Regions from separate parts of the Zea mays genome. Here regions 2 and 3 are each linked to region 1. The links are chromatin contacts, called in public Hi-C maps. All regions are on one chromosome and are shown on one strand. Each heading gives the region's core, a stretch centred on a gene start, on an enhancer-like site or on the middle of the called end of the contact. The rest is flanking DNA. Distances are from core to core; before and after follow the strand shown.

Region 1 (3,330 bases), core at 611-3,110:
CTTTATTGTAAGCACTGAATCTTTCAATCATAATTATGTACTGTGGTACAAAATATAGAAAGTGGAAGTAAACCCTTCACCTGTTTGTTTGCAACTATCAAGAGTGGTGCTCCTCTCAGATGTTCATGGCGAATAACCTTCTCTGAAGTAAGAAATTTAGGTTAGGTTCTCTAGCTAGAATGAGTTCTCATCCCATTTACCAGAGAGGCAATGCATCTTCTCGGAAGATCTAGCAATAGAAACAAACCAGTACTCCCTTGTTCCAAGTTATAAGACAATGTTTTAGCTTTTTAAGATATAATGTTTTAACTATGTACCAGGACATTTTATATATATATATATATATATATAAATAATATTTAAGTCCATAGCAAAATTTATTTATCTAGAAAAAAGGCCAAAATGTCTTATAATTTGGAATGGAGGGAGTAGTTTATAATTAACACAAATAAGAACCTTACCCAGAGCAGATTTGGAATCTTCAAATGACGATGCTGTGGCAGCGTCAATAACGTACATTATGGCATGGGCCTCTTCATAGTATTTCTCCCAGATTGTTCGTAGGCTAACCTGCCAAGCAGGCAAGTGTGTAAGAAATACTGAACTTGGCATGGAAGCTTAATTATCATACTAGCAAGCAGTGATACTGAAGTTAGTTTTACACTAATTCTTATAACATAGCAGAGAAGCTGATGCTGTTCTACTAGTAAACAATTCTATTGAGTACTGTGAATGTTAGCCAACAGAGCATATCTTTGCTTTCTGAAAATTCTATTGAGCATTCCATATAACTAGATTATATATATTCTGCTGGAACGCAAAAAGATGCTAGGTTAATAACTAAAGCAACCACATCCTAGTAATTTGAATTTATGACATGTATTTCCCAGGCATTAGAAACCCTGATATAGCACCAAACTGACAAGACTCAAATATCAACGATCGTAGGGTGGTGCCACGGCAACAGAAGGCTCACTTTACTACGTACGTAAACGTTCTTACCTGACCACCTAGATCCCAGAAAACAAGTTTTGCCTTTGCGTCTTCGATGCGGCCAATGTTGAGCCCAACTGTTGGAACGACACGGTCAGGCGGAAGTCCTTCCCCCTTGAGATATATCGATTTCAACTTCTCCAGCAAAGTCTATGGCAACGGTTCCAGAAACATCGTGTACAGGTAAGTATCATCAATTTCTAGTTCAGAAAGGGAAATATATATATGAAGGCTGGGAGCTAGCAGCTACCGTCTTGCCAGCTCTGTCAACACCAAGAATCAGAACACGGAACTCGTCCTTGGCGAACACATACTTCCACAGGCCATAGAACAAGGAGAACATTTCCGCTTATATATACATCCGGAGATAAGCAACCGCCAGCACGTTACGTCCTGAAAAACGAATCATACGTTACAAACATTTTCTCCGATCAGTAACAGTACGCAGCCAAAAGCATGTACGCCCCAAATTGCCAGACGCAAAACTAGAACCATCCTCATAGTACAGGGCCGCAGCATGATGGGCAGCATTTCAACCTGCGGGGGCGCCCAATCCACAACGAAATGGTATCGACCGAGTAAAAATAAGGGGAGAGGATATAACTTAACTGAACCATCGGGCGGGAGAGTACAACTACAGACTACAGAGGGGAGAGGATGTTGAGATCTAGATAGCTCACCGGAGCGCCCGAAGACTCCTTGATCGCGCCGCTTCAGACGACACCACCCGCTCCCGTGTGGACTGGAGCGCGGGAGGCTGAGGGCGGGTTTTGAGCCGCGCGGCGGTGGGAGCGCGCCCACCGGAGTTAGGAACTGGGGCACTCGCCTCGCCAGTCGCCACACGGCTTGGGTTCGGTTGACTCGATGGGCGTCACGGTGGGCGACTTGGAATTGGAACCCACGCAGGAGCAGGACCCGTGGGGCCATGATCGATGGGTCCTGCAGGATTCTGGGACGGGAGGCCCTACCGCTCAGTGAGGTTATCGTACTGCCAGTGGGAATTCGTGATGTGACTGTACCAGTGGTTGACCCGGAAGGAAGGCACTGGCTGGCAGGAGGGCTTTGCCATTAATAAAAACATAAATTATTGCATCTGACAAGTTTAGTGGAGAGCTAACGGTGCCAAATGTTGCGCTTGCCTTTCTACCTGCAGTCAGTCCTATTCAGCCCAGCTCATTTAGCCCGGTCTCGGACTCTCGGCCCACATGGCAGCCCATACCATGACACTCTCCACCTCTCGAAATGTCAGCCCATACCATGACATTCACTTAAGGGGTGTTTGAATGCACTAGAGCTAATAGTTAGTAGCTAAAATTAGTTGAGACATCCAAACACTTTAGTTAATAGTTCAACTATTAGCTATTTTTGGTAAATTAGTTAATAGTTAGATAGTTATTTGTTAGCTAGCTAATTCCACTACCAATTTTTAGCCAACTAACTATTAGTTCTAGTGCATTCAAACACCCCCTTAGCCTGGTCTTAACAGAGTAGAAGAGATGTCAGCACCGACAACCTGAAACCTTTGCTACTCAAGTGCAATTGATGGACAAGTGCTTTCCTTGTTCTTCGGGTTTACCCATGGACCCAGTATGCACTCCAGAAATGGAAAAGTCAAACTCTTCGTCAACCACTAAAGTTAGTTGCTCATGTTGTGTTGCACCTTCTGAGTATGGCCGACAAGTATTCCACCGTCTCCAGAACAAATGTTCACTGCAGCTGTGGTTGGTACCACCATAGAATGGAAAATCCACCACTCGGTTTGGACATCCTATCTATAATCATCCTTGTAAAGCTATAACCATCCTCATCCCGATACTCGTACTCATCATAGGTATAAGATTCATCTCATACCTATCACCATTCGGGTATCGGGTTTCCAATGGGTCCTTATCCTCGATAAAAAAATTATTATCACATTATATTTTATATGACATTACTAGCTACACGACACCCAACGACAATACATTACCAATAAATCTGACATGTAATAAGGACAACATTGTTTAACCATACAAAACAATAAAAACAAAGTGACACGTTGCCTGGTGGGCGGGGCGGCTGGTGGCTGGCCGCCTAGGTTGGGTGGATGAGTGCTTAAAAGGGTTGGGAGAGGTAGGATTAGTTGTTGTGCTTATTGCCTATATTGAGATGCACACCTATTTTTTTGGGTGAATATTATCTATAGATAATCCAGTTTGGATTCTACTTTCTGAGAGCACCTAGAGAGGAGGTTAGTGTAACTCTAAACTCAAACTTAGTCCAAAGTTAGGAGGTTAGTGTAACTCTAAACCAAGTTCAAGAGAGAAGAAGAGAGAAAAGTCATTTTCACTTGATTGC
Region 2 (3,330 bases), core at 246-2,745, 490 kb after region 1:
GTGTAAAACAAACTACTAATAATACTGGATACAATAACTCTCAGCTATAATCATTTCCAATCGGTCACCTTGGTTATCATTATTTCATTATTTATAAATGAAATATAAGATAGTTCAGGTACAATAGAACAACAAGCATTTTGTTCAAACATATTTCTAATACTATATAATAGAATTTGAAGATATTTGTTGACTGAACAACTAGCACTATAACTGGACCGCCCTATAGAACAGTACTCCAAATAACACCATGACTAGTAACAAATGTTTAAGAAACAAAAACCATTAAATCATACTCAACGACCTGATTAATAAAATGTTCGATTAGCAGACAACCTGTCGGCTATTATCATGAGCTGACTTGGTGGATTGAAATAAAAAAAGCGTCAGCTGTGTGACAGGGGCAAGTAAATTAACCAAGTCCACTAAATCAAACAGAATTACAGAAAACAAAAAATATATAATCGGTATTACATAACAAATCACTTACAGACCATTAAATACAATCCAAATTAGCTACCATAACATCCATGTGTCGAATTCATAAATTAACCTACCTAAATTCCTGAGAGTGAGTGAACTATGTGAATAAGCACTAAAGCCCTAAATTCACCTACCTACAATCAAGATGGAGGATGCAATTCCACGAGAGAATAAAAGCATGGATCGCTACAACTAAATGGAAGAACAATAGCCGAGTCCATAAATCAGAAGTTCTAATATACGAACTTCCGAGTAGCATCCAATGTGTGAACCACTTAAATCTCCAATAACAACAAAATCCAAAGGGCGCTAGAGCCATGAGTACAACCACCCTTACATTCACCTACAAAACCTAGCAGCACCACGATCCTGCAAGAGATCGTAATAGCTCTGCCAAGATCACCTCCATAATCGCTACAGTACCCAACCAGTAGACCCAAACCCAGTTGGAAGTACCCCTACCGACGCGTGACAAGCAGTATCCGCGCAAGTCGAAGGAGACCGAAAGGCAACCCTAGCACACCATAGCCGCCGGCCGCTGCAGTGCATCCAGCGGAAGCCCCAACTCGGCCGATCCCCAAAACGCACGAGTCGAGTCAAAAAAAAATAAAAAATAAAACATGCAAAATTCACACGATCGCAAGAACCACCACGGAACGCCGCCTTCTCGAATTAACGAAACCGCCGAAAGAGGGAAGAGGGAACGGGCTCGAGTCATACCTCTCCCGCTTCTTCGGTCTCTCCGCACGCTTCGAATCGGGTGGTCGCCGCGCGAGGAATGGGAGGCCGGAAAAGTACAGTAGGCTGGCCGCGGGGTCTTATTTATAGAGCGGCATCCGTGTGGTATATCCGGTTCGCGCTGGGTGGGCCGTCTGGATCGGTTGTGAGTGTGTTTCTTTGATGCTATCGGACGGCCAGGAGCGCTTTAGGCTCGTGGCGAGGATCGCCAGCTTGGAATGCTGCGCTCCGATTGGTTATGACCTATGCTCGCGGATCGAGGATTCGCTTGTGTGCTGGGAGCCCGTGAGAGCAAACACACTATAATGGCTGTATGTCTACTTAAGTCATGTATAATGTGTGTATTGAGTTATATTTTTGAATGTGCACAGAGAGATGATTGAATGTGTATATAGGGATGAATGTAAAAATCTCAAGACATGTATCTTGACGAAGACACAGTGTCTTAGCTCTATGTTCGAGATAGTAGACTAGCTAATTGGTCGCTTTAATTTATTAAATACTATGATTGGTTAAATGAATATGGTAAGACATATGTTTTATACATGCCCACTATATTATGTTGTGTTTTAGTTATGTATTATACTTAAAGTACCGTGTAACAGTGTCTAGGACTCTAGGTTGTACATGTCCTTAGAGCACGTACAACCTTAAATAGTACTTTAAATATAAGACACAGCTAAAACATAATATAATACAGTAGATGTGTCTAAAACATATGTCTTACTATATCCATTATATCAATCAGAGCATTCAATAAATTAAATTGACCAATAAGCTAGTCTCTTGTCTCGAGCATAGAGTCAAGTCACGGTGTCTTTGTCAAAATACATGTCTTGAGTTTTTTTAAATTTTTCTCCTTAGACACTCGAACATATAGCTAAAGACACCCTTTGTATATGCTCTTACATGACATTTTTTATTATCTGGAGGAGAGACATCAAAAAAAAAAGAGGGTAAGCTCTTCTGCAAGAGATAAGTGTTACACGGGCTTCAAGATAAAAGGGCGAAAGAGAAACAGACAAAGAATTAATCTAAAACCCAACCTAAGAGCCAGTTTTATTATATAAATGCTCTCACGTGAAGTTGCGGTGTCGGAGAGACAGCCGGAGGGCGCGGGAGGTTGCCGCGTCGCTGTACCCCTGTAGCAGCCGTTGGATTTGGTGGGACCCAAGGAGGATGGGTGACCTGTGTGTTTCGTCATGTGCTACTTTCCAATCATGCGTTAGAGCTAGTGATGGATGCGAATTTCCAAATATCCGAAACATACAATATCTGAATTTATTTGCTGTAGTGTTAATATAGATACATATTTATGTCTGATTTAATTATAAGTATTACATAGATGTATCTGAGTCCATTTTTAAATATTACTCTCTATCTGGTTCTAAATATTCGATAACATGTATATGTAAAATACAAATTATATTGAAACATCTAGGTCGTATAATTATAACTATTTAAATATAAATAAATTAAATATGACAAATCACATATATTATTATTTTAAATTTATCTATAATGTTGGAGACTTGTTATCAAATGCTAAGAGTTAAGAACAAGGCAACACAGAAAATATTAAACCTTAAAGTCCTTCGTCCTTCAAAGCATTATTTTACTTGGGATATAATGATTTTCGGACGAAGGTTATGAAGGACATACCTTCATAAACATTACATATCATAATGAAGAAGGAATTACATGGAATATAAAAGATAACATAAACAGTTATGTGTTATTATCAACTCATTTCTACTTTATTGCTATGGAAAAATAGGAATGACATCGGGTTACAAATGTACCTTTGACTTAAGAGAAGGTAAAAGTACAAGCGTGACGCAAAAGCAAATGCCAAGTCAGCGTGAACAGTACAGGGTTATTGTTCATCTATTTATAGGCACGGGACGTAACCCATGTAAAATTACACCTATGCCCTTTACATCAGCTAATAACTCTATAATAATTCATCAAGGTCTAAATAGCCTTTTCATCTTTAAGTCGGTTTCTCTTTCCGCTATTATGCTGAAGCTCTTCTCCACACAGCTTCGGCTCTGCGCCATCCTTCGTACCCCTTCTGTGCTTCTTCACGTTGTGGTTTTAACTCATGTC
Region 3 (3,330 bases), core at 241-2,740, 410 kb after region 1:
TTCAGAATCCTAAAATTCCCTGAGGAAATTTATTCACTCCACCATTTCAATCAAGATAAAATGGCCAGCCCTTGTTGGAAAATGTAATCACACTTCCCAATCAAGCAATAGCTAACCACTATTTTAGAATATAAGGAAATAACCTTATGTGTTCACATAACTTCATAACAAATTCAATTGGATATACTGAAGAACTGAAACATAGCAAGATCTTGATGTACAGTAATTGTATGTTAAGAAAGGTTGAAGCAAGGCTTGTACCTTATTGCATCCAAACAAGATTTGTATGCGGCATGCTGCAAAAACTGCATGTCTCGACAAAACATATCAGTATTACCATCCACCTTTTAGTCTTGTAGTCTGAATCTGTTTCCCCACTTAATAAGAAGCTCTTCAATATCAGCATCCATTCTAGTACCCCTACCTCCCCACACCAACATGTGACCAAGATCACTGATTGATGATCCATCAACCTCATGAACTGCTTTGAAACCCATCCTCATGTAAAATCTAACGAGCTGGCAACAACGAAAAAAGTTTCAAATGTTTTGTTCGAGTTCACCACGGGAAGTATCATGCATTCAAAAGGCAAGCATGAATTTTGTGGATCTTACAAATCTGTACATCTAGTAGTTGCAGTTTGCTGTTTTAGATCATTGCATCCCATTAACTAGCAGAAAAAGAATATTATTCATTTTGTTTTGAAAAGGAAGGTAATACCAAGAATGATTATGGGAATTGACATGAACAGGGACACATGCTTAGTTTTCAAGCAAAAACGCGTGAAGCAACTATTCAAATACTGGAACTATATATTGTCAATAGCTATACTTCAAAACTCAATACCAGTATTTTCAAACCGTACGCATCCTTGCACCTTGCTTCTCCATGTAAAACATTTGACACAGAAAATCAATGTAAATTTATGGGCCGCAACACCGCACTGCCAATACTGGTTGATGTAGCGAATGAATTTAATGGCAGAACAATTGATCTTGACCACTACACTGCAAACTCTGAAGCAACAATCGCTCACGAAAGTTATTCGTCGAGGGGGGGATAGAGACTGCGGTTATACCTTGTCGTGGTACAGCGGCGTGTCGTTGATGGCGAGCAGCTCGGCGCGCTTGCACCCGGCGTCGAAGCCGTGCCGCACGGCGACGGCACCGAGGAACATCCCCAGGCCGAACAGTGGGCGGTCCGGGACGCTCAGCGTGGCGCGCGTCATGCGCATGGAGTCGAGGTGCAGCACGGCGCCGCCAGGCCACGGGCGGATGCCGCCCTGGGCGCGGCCAAGCTCCACGGCCTCCCCACCCTCACCGCGGGTGGCCGTGACGCGGAAGAAGGGCCCGGCCGTGCGAAGGCACACGCGCATGCTCTGCGCGCGCGACGACGCCATGATGTCCTCCATGGTCGGGAGGGGCGCCGTCGGGCGCGCGGTGGGAATCGCTGGGGAGGTCGGTGCGGCCATATCAGAGAAGTGGAGGGAGTGGTGGGGAGAGCAGAGAGCTCTGCCGCCCGGTGGATAATATTAACTTCACAACAAAAATATGCGATTTGAAAATGTGTATGCTATTGTTCTAAATTCTGACCTGAGATAAGGGAGTGTTTGGAGGGAATAAACTAAACTTCAGTTCGTATTTCGCATGCTAAATAGAAGATCTAAACATAAAGTAATTTATGGTCTAAAAACTAATAGAGGCTAACTGATAAACAGAAGTCAACATAAGAAAGTTTTTTTAGTTAGTTCCCTTTCTCCTACACGGGACCACCAAAATGTGCCTTCATGTCACTATGATTATAAGGTTGGTCCCCTTTGATGGCTTATACACCTCATAAGTGCTCGACTGCTGCAACTCCTAAATCCTGCTCCACTATACTATACAAGTCAACTAGTGGAATAGCTCTCAACGTGTGTCTGATCAATGCCTTAGGCCCAGGTGATATTGTCTCGTCCACTTTGTATCATTAGGTTGTCTCTAGCAGCTCTCATATCACATATACTATTTTAATCTTTATTCTTCAAATAGTGTCATTTATAGTATCACGTGTCAGAGTTCCCTGTTTTACACGATACACCAAAGACACATTTATAACCCACATGTGGAACAAAGGGGACTATCTTGTTGAAACACACTTCATACTTCGTCACTGTCTTCTTATTCTACACTTATTCCTTTTTAAAAGAACCTATAGAAGAGCTGCCTATTATATTAAAAAGAAAGGAAGCGGCGAAGGAGGGTCGATGTTATAAGAGGTATACAAATGTACAAGCAGAAAAAGAAGAAAACTCCACGAGCAAGTCTATCTTCATCTTATCAATAGAAGTGACTGGCTAAAATCTCTGCTCAAACTGCCTCACAAGTGTGTGTTTAAAACAAAATATTTTTGAAGTTTTGAGGTAAAACCATGTTATTAAGAAATACCATAGTATCTTTTGCCAAGAGGAGTTTGGCTACATTGTAAAAAATTTGTTTTAAATACCATGGTATTGTAGATACCATGGTATTTTTGGATTATATGAAACTCTACTCTATCCTAAAGTTTTTGTCTATGACTACATGTATATTAATTACCATGGTTTGAGATATTTTATCTCCAAACATGTATTGCTAAGAGTAATGTAAAAAATACTATGGTTATATTATGACATCTTATGACTGTAGTATTCCAAAACCATGGTTTTGAAATACTTTGCTTCTAAACACACCCCATATCCAATTGGAACAGTGGGTGGGCAGTGGGCTGCATGCACACCTTTCCACCAAATCTCCTTTAGGGCCTGTTTGGAAATGCAGTTTTAAAATATTGTAGTTTTGAGATACCATAGTTTATAATTGTACATGACACAAATACTATAGTATTACTTTACTATAGTAAAACCACAGTATTGCTCAAAACCGAGATATGTTTGGTTTCATTAGAAAAATAAAGTATATTTAGAGAGAAGAGAAGAAAACTGAGGTTCTGAGTGGAGTTTCAAAAACTCTAAAAACACCACGGTTTTGGATAAACCATGGTATTTAAAATTGTGTTTTGTCTGGACAAACCAAACAACTTTTGAGTTCTAATACTATAGTATCATCAAATACTATAGTATTGTTTGAAAACTCCAAAAACACTACACTTCCAAACAGGGTGTTGGGCGCCAATTTGAGAGGGCGGACGGTCCGGCCCTGAGGCCGGACGGTCCGCGGTCCGGACGGTCCGCGCAAGCGCAGAACAGATTAGGGTTCCGAGTTTCTTGCTATGTTTGTTGGCAAAAATCTCGGGATAAGCTCAGAATTTTGTTGGTAACGGGTCCAGCCCCCCTCCTCCATAAAAGCAGAG

What was found. Hi-C and Micro-C count contacts between places; a contact is called where the count stands out from the background.
Region 2: a contact with region 1 is called in a Hi-C map of tassel, with 3 times the contacts expected there. The contact joins the promoter of LOC100192746 here to the promoter of LOC100174971 in region 1. A contact is called at or near these places in 3 of 25 Hi-C or Micro-C datasets (ear, endosperm and tassel).
Region 3: a Hi-C map of tassel shows a contact between it and region 1, with 2.3 times the contacts expected there. The contact joins the promoter of LOC100272586 here to the promoter of LOC100174971 in region 1. A contact is called at or near these places in 2 of 25 Hi-C or Micro-C datasets (ear and tassel).

Annotation. Positions count from the first base shown.
Region 1 is chr1:68,557,982-68,561,311 of Zm-B73-REFERENCE-NAM-5.0, reverse strand. It overlaps LOC100174971, which reads right to left and starts at 1,860. Exons shown (of 7, transcript NM_001134282.1): 1 at 1,674-1,860; 2 at 1,244-1,386; 3 at 1,003-1,143; 4 at 462-570; 5 at 81-142. The coding sequence starts at 1,336.
Region 2 is chr1:68,067,133-68,070,462 of Zm-B73-REFERENCE-NAM-5.0, reverse strand. LOC100192746 (histone H3) reads right to left here and starts at 1,495. Exons shown (of 5, transcript NM_001137945.3): 1 at 1,204-1,495.
Region 3 is chr1:68,151,730-68,155,059 of Zm-B73-REFERENCE-NAM-5.0, reverse strand. It overlaps LOC100272586 (Os10g0351100-like protein), which reads right to left and starts at 1,490. Exons shown (of 2, transcript NM_001147049.1): 1 at 1,079-1,490; 2 at 1-518. The coding sequence starts at 1,471. The coding sequence ends at 348.